2 separate regions of the Zea mays genome follow, and region 1 is linked to region 2. Evidence: chromatin contacts called from public Hi-C data. All regions are on one chromosome and are shown on one strand. The core of a region is the stretch at or near the end of the contact, and the rest is flanking DNA. Distances in the headings are between cores, read along the strand shown.

Region 1 (4,303 bases), core at 636-3,135, 150 kb before region 2:
CGTTGGCCCTTGGAGGCGGCGGGAGGCGACCCCTGTGGCTTGTAGTGGGGAGCCGGGCGGGCCTTGAGGTCCTGAGAAGCTGCGCCACTGCACCTACTGCTGCAATCCTCGGTCTCCCGCAGGCCGCAGCTGCAGCTGCATCCTCCTGGCGTCTCACCGGTTACTTGGCCATTGGAAAACGCCATGCGCCACGCGCCTTGTTAATTGGACTAGCGATTACCGCAGGCCACACCAATCATTTAGTCTGAGACCTGTGCATTTTCCCTGTCGAAGTGGGCGGCTGGGACGGGGGAGCAGTATCTTATGGTTCGTGATTAGCTAGCTTAGCTACTCTTGCGTTGCGTTGCGTCACGGATGGTTTAACATAGTAATATTTGCCGAGTTTATTAATGTACCCAAAGATCTGCTTGTTTTATACTAGTGACCAGTGACAGATTGTGGAGTGGTCATTAATTGATCTCTGAGGTTTTCTTTTTCTTTTTGGTCTGAATTGAGAGCTGCGAATGGAGGCACTCTTGTGTTCATTAGCTATAGTTCTGACTTCGCGCTATCACTTTCTGACTTTGTTCAGAGAGGGGGAGAAAACAATGCAGGTACAACTTACAAGATACGTTCAGGACGCGGTCCCCGTATAATGAATATCAAGGGCTGATTAGTATTACACCTCCTGTCTACTAGATATTTGGGATTCAAAATGGAAGGAACCTAATAAATATATCAAGCTGCTTCGTGCATATTGAGCTTCTTTGTCCTAGTGTCTTTTAACAGATTTTATTTATAACCATGTTCTACAGCGTCAAAAAATGCAAGAAACAGCTTCAGTAAGTTCGGTGTATATGTATACAAACTACAAACCCCCTACGCTTGGTTAACCTTGTAGCTAGGACGATCAAGATACCCACCTGTGATTGGCGAAGTAGACGTGAAAAAAAAACAGAGCAACGAGAGAAAAAAAAGAAGCCAATGGTGCCCGGCAGATCTGCATAAACTAGTCGGCGAAACCGAAAGGAAGCAGGAAAGAAGCGACGGGAGCTAGCGTGTCCAGGCAAAGGCCTCCCGTCCCAAGGCGCTCATCTCAGACGCGCACGGTGTCCACTGTCCAGTCCAGGAGCTCCTCAGGATTTCACCCGGGAAAGGTCGTCTCTCAGGCAAGCGGCATTCGGGGATGGTTGCAGCTGCCGCACTCACTCTTGCCGTCCGCCTCCCCTTCCTTTGTCGTGTCACGTAAGGCCTTGTTCGTTTGCGTCGGATTGCACCCGGAATCATTCCGGCTAATCAAAGTTTATATAAATTAGAGAAACAATCCGGCCGGGAATTATTCCGACCCACTAATCCGACACAAACGAACAAGACCTAAAGGTGAAGCTGAGGTTGGTGTCAGACCAACAGCATTCCACTTCGATTTGCATTCGCATCAGAAGTAGTAGTCCTAGTGACCTTTCAGTACAACACGGCCACGGCATTCACCGGAGGGCTGCACATGTGTGGTGTGATGTGTCCAACTTCAACTCTGATGAGAAGGCCAATGCAACTAACCGGTGCCGAAACAACAGCCTTCTGAAATCCTGAACAGCCTACTTGTTTCATCAGCGAAAGAAAAAAAAAGAAAGAGATAACTCTGAATAGTCCAGCTAGCGGTATGCGATTGCGACTTGAAATTACAAATTAGTGCTTGCTATCTGCACGGGAAAACTAAAATATCGTTTTCAGCCAGTCGGCCATGCAAGTGAAGCCGTTTGTATAGGATGGAAAAGAAACACCAGTGGAGCGCACCATGTTTCTTGTTTCCAGCCACGAGAAGAGAACCACCGCGCGCGAGCTCTGTCGTCCGTCCCTATATAAACGCCGCACCACCACCTCCCCAGCTTCCAAGACCAGATGCCACTCTGAGCTTCCGATTAACCTCCAGCTCTGGTCATCACAATTAAAACAAACCGTTCCCGCAGCTCGTGCCGACAATGGCGGCCTCCGTTGAGCGGCACCTGGCCCCCCACCCGTGGCCGGCCAATGCGCCTCCCAAGAGCTTCGACATGTTCCGCTCCGGCGGCCCAGGAGGCAAGCGCCGCACCGGCCCCGACTCCGACTCCGAGGACGAGGACAGCATTCCCCCGGACTGGCGGTCGCTGTACAGCCCGCGCCTGGAGGTGGAGCCGCCCGCCCACGACCCACGCGACGAGGCCACCTCCGACGCGTGGGTGCGGCGCCACCCGGCGCTCGTCCGGCTCACGGGCAAGCACCCCTTCAACTCGGAGCCGCCGGTGCCGCGGCTGATGGCGCACGGCTTCATCACCCCGGCGCCGCTCCACTACGTGCGCAACCACGGGGCGGTCCCCCGGGCGGACTGGTCCACCTGGACAGTGGAGGTGGCGGGGCTCGTGAGGCGGCCCGCCAGGCTCACCATGGAGCAGCTGGTGACGGAGTTCGAGGCCGTGGAGCTCCCCGTCACGCTGGTGTGCGCGGGCAACCGGCGCAAGGAGCAGAACATGGTGCGCCAGACCGTCGGCTTCAACTGGGGCCCCGGCGCCATCTCCACGTCCGTGTGGCGCGGCGCGCGCCTCCGCGACGTGCTGCGCCGCTGCGGCGTCATGGGCGCCGCGGACGGCGCCGCCAACGTCTGCTTCGAGGGCGCCGAGGACCTCCCCGGCGGCGGCGGCGGCGGCAAGTACGGCACCAGCCTGCGCCGCGGGGTGGCCATGGACCCCGCGCGCGACGTCATCCTCGCCTACATGCAGAACGGGGAGCCGCTCGCGCCCGACCACGGCTTCCCGGTGCGCGTCATCGTGCCCGGGTTCATCGGCGGCCGCATGGTCAAGTGGCTCAAGCGGATCATCGTCGCGTCCAGCGAGTCCGAGAGCTACTACCACTACCGCGACAACCGGGTGCTGCCGTCCCACGTCGACGCCGACCTCGCCAATGCCGAAGGTTTGTACATCGGTCTAGTTTTGTTTCCTCTGCTCGCCAACGTGTGCGAGGGCGACGACGCTAATAAATGTTCTCTCTGTTGTACAGCGTGGTGGTACAAGCCGGAGTGCATGATAAACGAGCTGAACATCAACTCGGTGATCACCACACCAGGACACGACGAGGTGCTGCCCATCAACGCCCTCACGACGCAGCGGCCGTATACGATCAAAGGATACGCATACTCCGGTGAGTGAGTCCAACAACGCAGCATTTCATCATCCCATCTTGCATTGCATCACCCACGCCCCCTGGATCTGAGTCGGAGTCAAGGAAGAGCGATCCGAATTTTGTTTGAGCTCGGGCTTTCTCCATGTTAAAGCCCAGTAAAGAAACAACGTTTGAGGCTTCTATTGGGCTTTCCAAGCCTATTTTCCTAGTTTCCTTGTGGGCTAAAACCGAAACTCACGGTGGTGGTGCCTCTGTTGCCAGGTGGCGGCCGGAAAGTAACCCGGGTGGAGGTGACGCTGGACGGCGGCGAGACGTGGCATGTGTGCTCGCTCGACCACCCGGAGCGTCCAACCAAGTACGGCAAGTACTGGTGCTGGTGCTTCTGGTCCGTCGACGTCGAGGTGCTCGACGTGCTCGGGGCCAAGGAAATCGCCGTCCGCGCCTGGGACGAGGCCATGAACACCCAGCCGGAGAAGCTTGTCTGGAACCTCATGGTGAGTTGCCGCTCCATCGTGTTTCCCTTCCCGTGGAACCATGCATGTCCTCCTCTCCACGACTGTGTTAGCTTAAATACACGCACGTGCGTCTGTTCCTCTACGCGCAGGGCATGATGAACAACTGCTGGTTCCGGGTGAAGATCAACGCGTGCCGGCCGCACAAGGGCGAGATCGGCATGGTGTTCGAGCACCCGGCGCAGCCGGGCAACCAGCCGGGCGGCTGGATGGCGCGGCAGAAGCACCTCGAGACATCGGAGAGCGCGCAGAGCACGCTGAAGAAGAGCACGTCCACGCCCTTCATGAACACGGCCACCGCGCAGTACACCATGTCCGAGGTGCGCCGCCACACGTCCCCGGACTCCGCCTGGATCATCGTGCACGGCCACATCTACGATTGCACGGGCTTCCTCAAGGACCACCCGGGCGGTGCCGACAGCATCCTCATCAACGCCGGCACCGACTGCACCGAGGAGTTCGACGCCATCCACTCCGACAAGGCCCGCGGCCTCCTCGAGATGTACCGCGTGGGCGAGCTCGTTGTCACCGGCAGCGACTACTCCCCGCAGAACAGCCACGCCGACCTCAAGGCCATCGTCGAGGCCCCCGCTGCAGCCGCGCCGTTATCGGTGACGTCGACCGTCGCGCTCTCCAATCCGCGAGAGAAGGTCAGGTGC
Region 2 (4,400 bases), core at 290-2,789:
AGCTCTGCAACGCGTGGGAGAATAATCGACGGACGGAACAGAACAGGTAATCGATAATAAAAGGGAAAAGGATATCTGAACTGAAAGCACTACCTCTCCGGTTTGAGATTGGTGCCTGGATTCCACCTCTCTCTCTCTCTCTCTCGATCGATCGATCGTGGCGTTGGTTTATTCTTTGCTCGATGAACTCTGCCCCCACACGTTTCGGTCCTCATATCCACGCCAAATTAAGCAGTAGTCTATCTAGTCTTCCAGTGCTGCTGATACTACGCATCGTACGGTTATCTTTCTAGAGACTGTAGGTAGCTGGATTTCGAAGCGACGACCAGTTCTGAAATGACTGATGAACAAGTGCAGCTGATCGATGTGTAGTAACTAGTAACTATACACCGATCCATGTGTTAGTTAATTCATTAGTATAGTACATGCGCCTGCAGGATCAAACGCATGCAGAGAAGAGTACAAGGGAAGGGCCAACAACAAAGAGACAAAACTGGAAATCTATCGAAGAGGAAGCACAAGCACAGCACCCCTGCAGGGCTAGCTAGATAGCTACCTAATCTACGAACAACTATACTGTCCCTCGCTCTACACACACCACCAGACACCACCACACACGCGTAGGAAAGCCGAGGTCGTCGGTCGATCACGAGGTGACCCTTGCGCGGGTGCACGGGGAGGAGAGGGAGTAGTGGCCGCCGTGGGACCCCCCGCCGGCGTGGACGCGGTGGTGGTGCGAGGACGACGACGAGGGCGCCTGCGCCTCCCGCTCGACGAGCGCGCGCAGGCGGAGGAACTCGTCGGCGGAGCAGGGCAGGCGCAGCGGCCCCGCGGAGTAGTCGTAGCCGTAGGCGTCGCGCGCGGCCTCCAGCAGGCGCCGGAACTGCGGGTGGTACAGGTACGCGATGGGGATGACGAAGCGCTGCTGGGAGCCGTCGCCCTCCGCCGCCCCGACGCGCACCGCCAGCCACCCCTTCTTCACCTTCCCCTTCTTCTCCTCGCCGTGCTGCAGCATGGCTCTGAGTGGTGATCCTCCGGTCCTGCTTGCACCAACGGATCGATGCTCCGGCTTGCCGTCTCTGTCCCTGTACGCACGCTGAGCCCGGCTTCTCGGCTTCCTCAGACCTCAGCTCGCCTCTTCCCAGGCTGTGCGCGACCGGTGCAGGTGCAGCAAGCGAGCACTAGAGCGCCCCAAGCAAGCAAGCAGAATGCCTAGTTTTTTTTTCTTTCTTTCTTCTTATCCCTCGGTGTGGTGCGAGGCGTTTCGTGCCACTCGTGCTGGTTTTTATAGGGGACTCTCCATCTGCTGGGCGGGCCGGGACCCGGGAGCTACTGCAAAGTGCGGTAGTGTGCCTAGTGGCTGGCCGGGGTGCGTGCGGGTGCACGAACTAGTACGTCCTTTGTGTTACGGAAAGGAAAGGAGAGGAAAGGAAAGGAAAGGCAGCCTTCCTCAGCTCCGGGTGAGACAGATCGCACTAAGCTCCGTTCCGTCCGCGAGCTGCGAACTGACGACGCCCAGGCCCAGGCCCAGGCCTGATCGATCGATGCCCTGGCATTATTTGGTCCTCGGAATGGACATGGACGGGCGGCGGCGGATGGGTGGCCGTGGATGGATCGGAGGCGAGGATATGGTGCGTGCAGTGCAGGCAGGTCCGGGGGGACGTCCTGCTGTGGACCGTGGGCCACGGACGGAGAGAGTGGTGGAATCGACATCCCGGCAGGACAAGTGCGAGCCGCTTCAGTTGGCTGCTGCGCGCGGTCGATGGCTGCTGGTGGCGCTTGCCCAGTTGCCTGCCCCCACGAATCCACGATGGCTGGAGGCTGCACTGGCCGCGCGATCGAGTGGGCCCCGGCAAACCAGATGAGATGACGATGACGGTGGATCGGTCGCTAGCTAGCCAAGCATGTAGGCTGGAGTAATCCTCTGGATTTGGATCCTTTTCCGATCGATCAAACGAGGTTGGTGTACTCTTCAAGTTGTTTCATGCCATGCTTAATTACGAGTGTGTGTGCGTCTACTCCACTACTCCTACATCAGTACTACACGGATATTTGCACGGCGAAGACTGCTGATCCGCATATATTTTCTCTCTTTCTACCCCCCTCCCCGACATGTGCATACGTCATACGTGGTAATATATATATCTCGGAGGACCAGCTATATTAGTTGCGGTGTGTGTGAAGCAACACGAAGAAAAATTTCAAGAAACATCAGCTTGATCGATCATGCAGCTGGGCCACGGCGTATTTATTCCTTTTTTTTCTCATGATGTCATGGGGCCACTCTTGGAGCGAGGCCATCAAGTGACACGGATGAATTGAACGAATGACACCCACAAATACATCTCGATCGTTCGCGCTCTTCTACTAATTTGGATACCACACGTAACTAGCTAGAAAAAGGTACGTGCGTCTACTTATCTAATTAACGGTTGTCCGATCCATCTAACATCCATGTGAGGCACAATATCAATGCCGTCATCATGAGTGCATTGTAATTTTGGATATTGGAGCCTTCTGCTCGTTCATACTACCGATGATCGTGCTGGTCTCGATAGGCTCGCAAACCTTAGGGGTGTTTTGTTGGAGGGACTAAAGATTAGTCTCTAGTTTTTAGTCTCATTTAATCTTTTTTTTTCCCAAACACTAGGACTAAAATGATTTAGTCTTTAGTCCTTCACATATGTGTTAAAAGGAACTAAACTATATTAATTCCACATTTACCCCACGTTTAGTTTAATTGTACTAATAGCAGGAGAATGTTAAAGGCTATTTTAGTCTTATTATGAGTCATTTAGTATATTCTTACTATTTTTAGCCCCTAGAACCAAACATGTTAGGGATTAAACTTTGGTCTACTAACTAAACTTTAGTCCTTGGACTAAAGAAACCAAACACTGCCTTAGACGACGTAGGTAGGTATTTGATGCTCAGATGATCACAGGATGACGCTATACTGGTCGTCGTTTATTTTGTCTCTTGGTTTGCTAGGTTGACGCGTGCGTGGATCTCATAAACGATAATAATTAATATATAGGCTGAAGATTAGGACACGCCTTTTGTAGGCTTTGTTGATTGAACAAAACTCCTGTGATAGCGATTAGCGAACTCATAGCTTTTGGTAATTAATAAATAATACTCCTTCCGTTTCTTTTTATTTACCGCTGGATGGTGTAAAATTGTATTATCCAGCGACAAATAAAAAGAAACGGAGGAAGTATACCTTACCATGCATAAACCGCTACACCATTGTACATAGATGTGCTCGTAATACTGCTACCTTCTTTTGCGCTACGCAAGCTTGACGGAAATTTCCTAAAGTTCTGGCTTGCTCCTTTCGCTAAAATTAATATCGCTCCTGCAGCTAATTTTTTTTTAAAAAAAAAAAAACAGTTCAGTGGATTCGATTAACAAATGTGATACAGCTGCAATAATTTTTAGGAGAGAAAGGGAAATGCGGTCTACTTTTTCCCCGCCATGTATGGATATCAATGTATGGATATCACGTCGTGGCTAAATCCATCCTCTCCTACCGCCTCCATTTTCCAGGGTATGGACAAAAAGCAGACGATGCACCAAGAACGAACCCATTCCATCTAAAAACACACACACATGTAACTGCAAGTCACGTATTCGTTTTGTTTTTTTATATATATTCCCCGTTCATTCGATTACCTTTTTTTGTTTTGTTTTGTTATGCGCAACACCTACTTATTGGCCGGCCAGGAGAGGCCACCTCCTGAGGAAAAGGCAGGAAACCCGCTCAAGAAATCCCGGCCGTTCTACGCCCGAACAGTCAGGCAGAGGCACAGACGGACATGCCACACGCACCGAGCCCTTTTTCCTCCGGCAAGCTGGCCGCCCCCGCACCTCCGGCGGCATAATCCCCGGCGGGGCCAAGTGGCTGCGCGTTGCGTGATTCCACGCCCCAGCGCATCGCGAACGAGCCCCGCCCGCATTTCCGAATTTTTTGTATTTTAGCCACTAAACTGAAGTAAATTCACGTTTAGACCTAAAAAAATTTTAAATGCAGTTTTGGACCCTTTGCTCGGCGCCATAGGCCGTGGCGCCGAGCTAACACAGCTCGGCGCCACAGCCTATGGCGCCGAGCTGTGACGTGGCCGCAACGGCTAGTTGCGTCCAGGGCTTACCTGGCTCTGACGTGGCGGCGGCGCGGCCTCGTAGCTCGGCGCCACAGATCTTGGCGCCGAGCTACGAATGCCTATAAAAACGCCCGCGCGGCTGGCCGAGAGCAGCTCATTTCATCCCATTTTCAAACTTCGTCAAAAATTGCTGGATTCAAAGATTTGAGTTGGTTCACTTCGTAGGCCAAGGTATGATTTCGAACTGATTCGTTTTGTATATTGGGTTGTTAGTTAAATAATTTGTATACACCTATT

Evidence for each region. Hi-C and Micro-C count contacts between places; a contact is called where the count stands out from the background.
Region 1: a contact with region 2 is called in a Hi-C map of bundle sheath, with 2.3 times the contacts expected there. The contact joins the promoter of NAR here to the promoter of LOC103627798 in region 2. A contact is called at or near these places in 2 of 25 Hi-C or Micro-C datasets (bundle sheath and ear).

The regions. Positions count from the first base shown.
Region 1 is chr5:219,127,588-219,131,890 of Zm-B73-REFERENCE-NAM-5.0, reverse strand. NAR (Nitrate reductase [NAD(P)H]) reads left to right here and starts at 1,885. Exons shown (of 4, transcript NM_001175872.2): 1 at 1,885-2,922; 2 at 3,010-3,150; 3 at 3,394-3,626; 4 at 3,737-4,303. The coding sequence starts at 1,959.
Region 2 is chr5:218,981,330-218,985,729 of Zm-B73-REFERENCE-NAM-5.0, reverse strand. It overlaps LOC103627798 (auxin-induced protein 15A), which reads right to left and starts at 1,539. Exons shown (of 1, transcript NM_001157540.2): 1 at 368-1,539. The coding sequence starts at 1,015. The coding sequence ends at 647.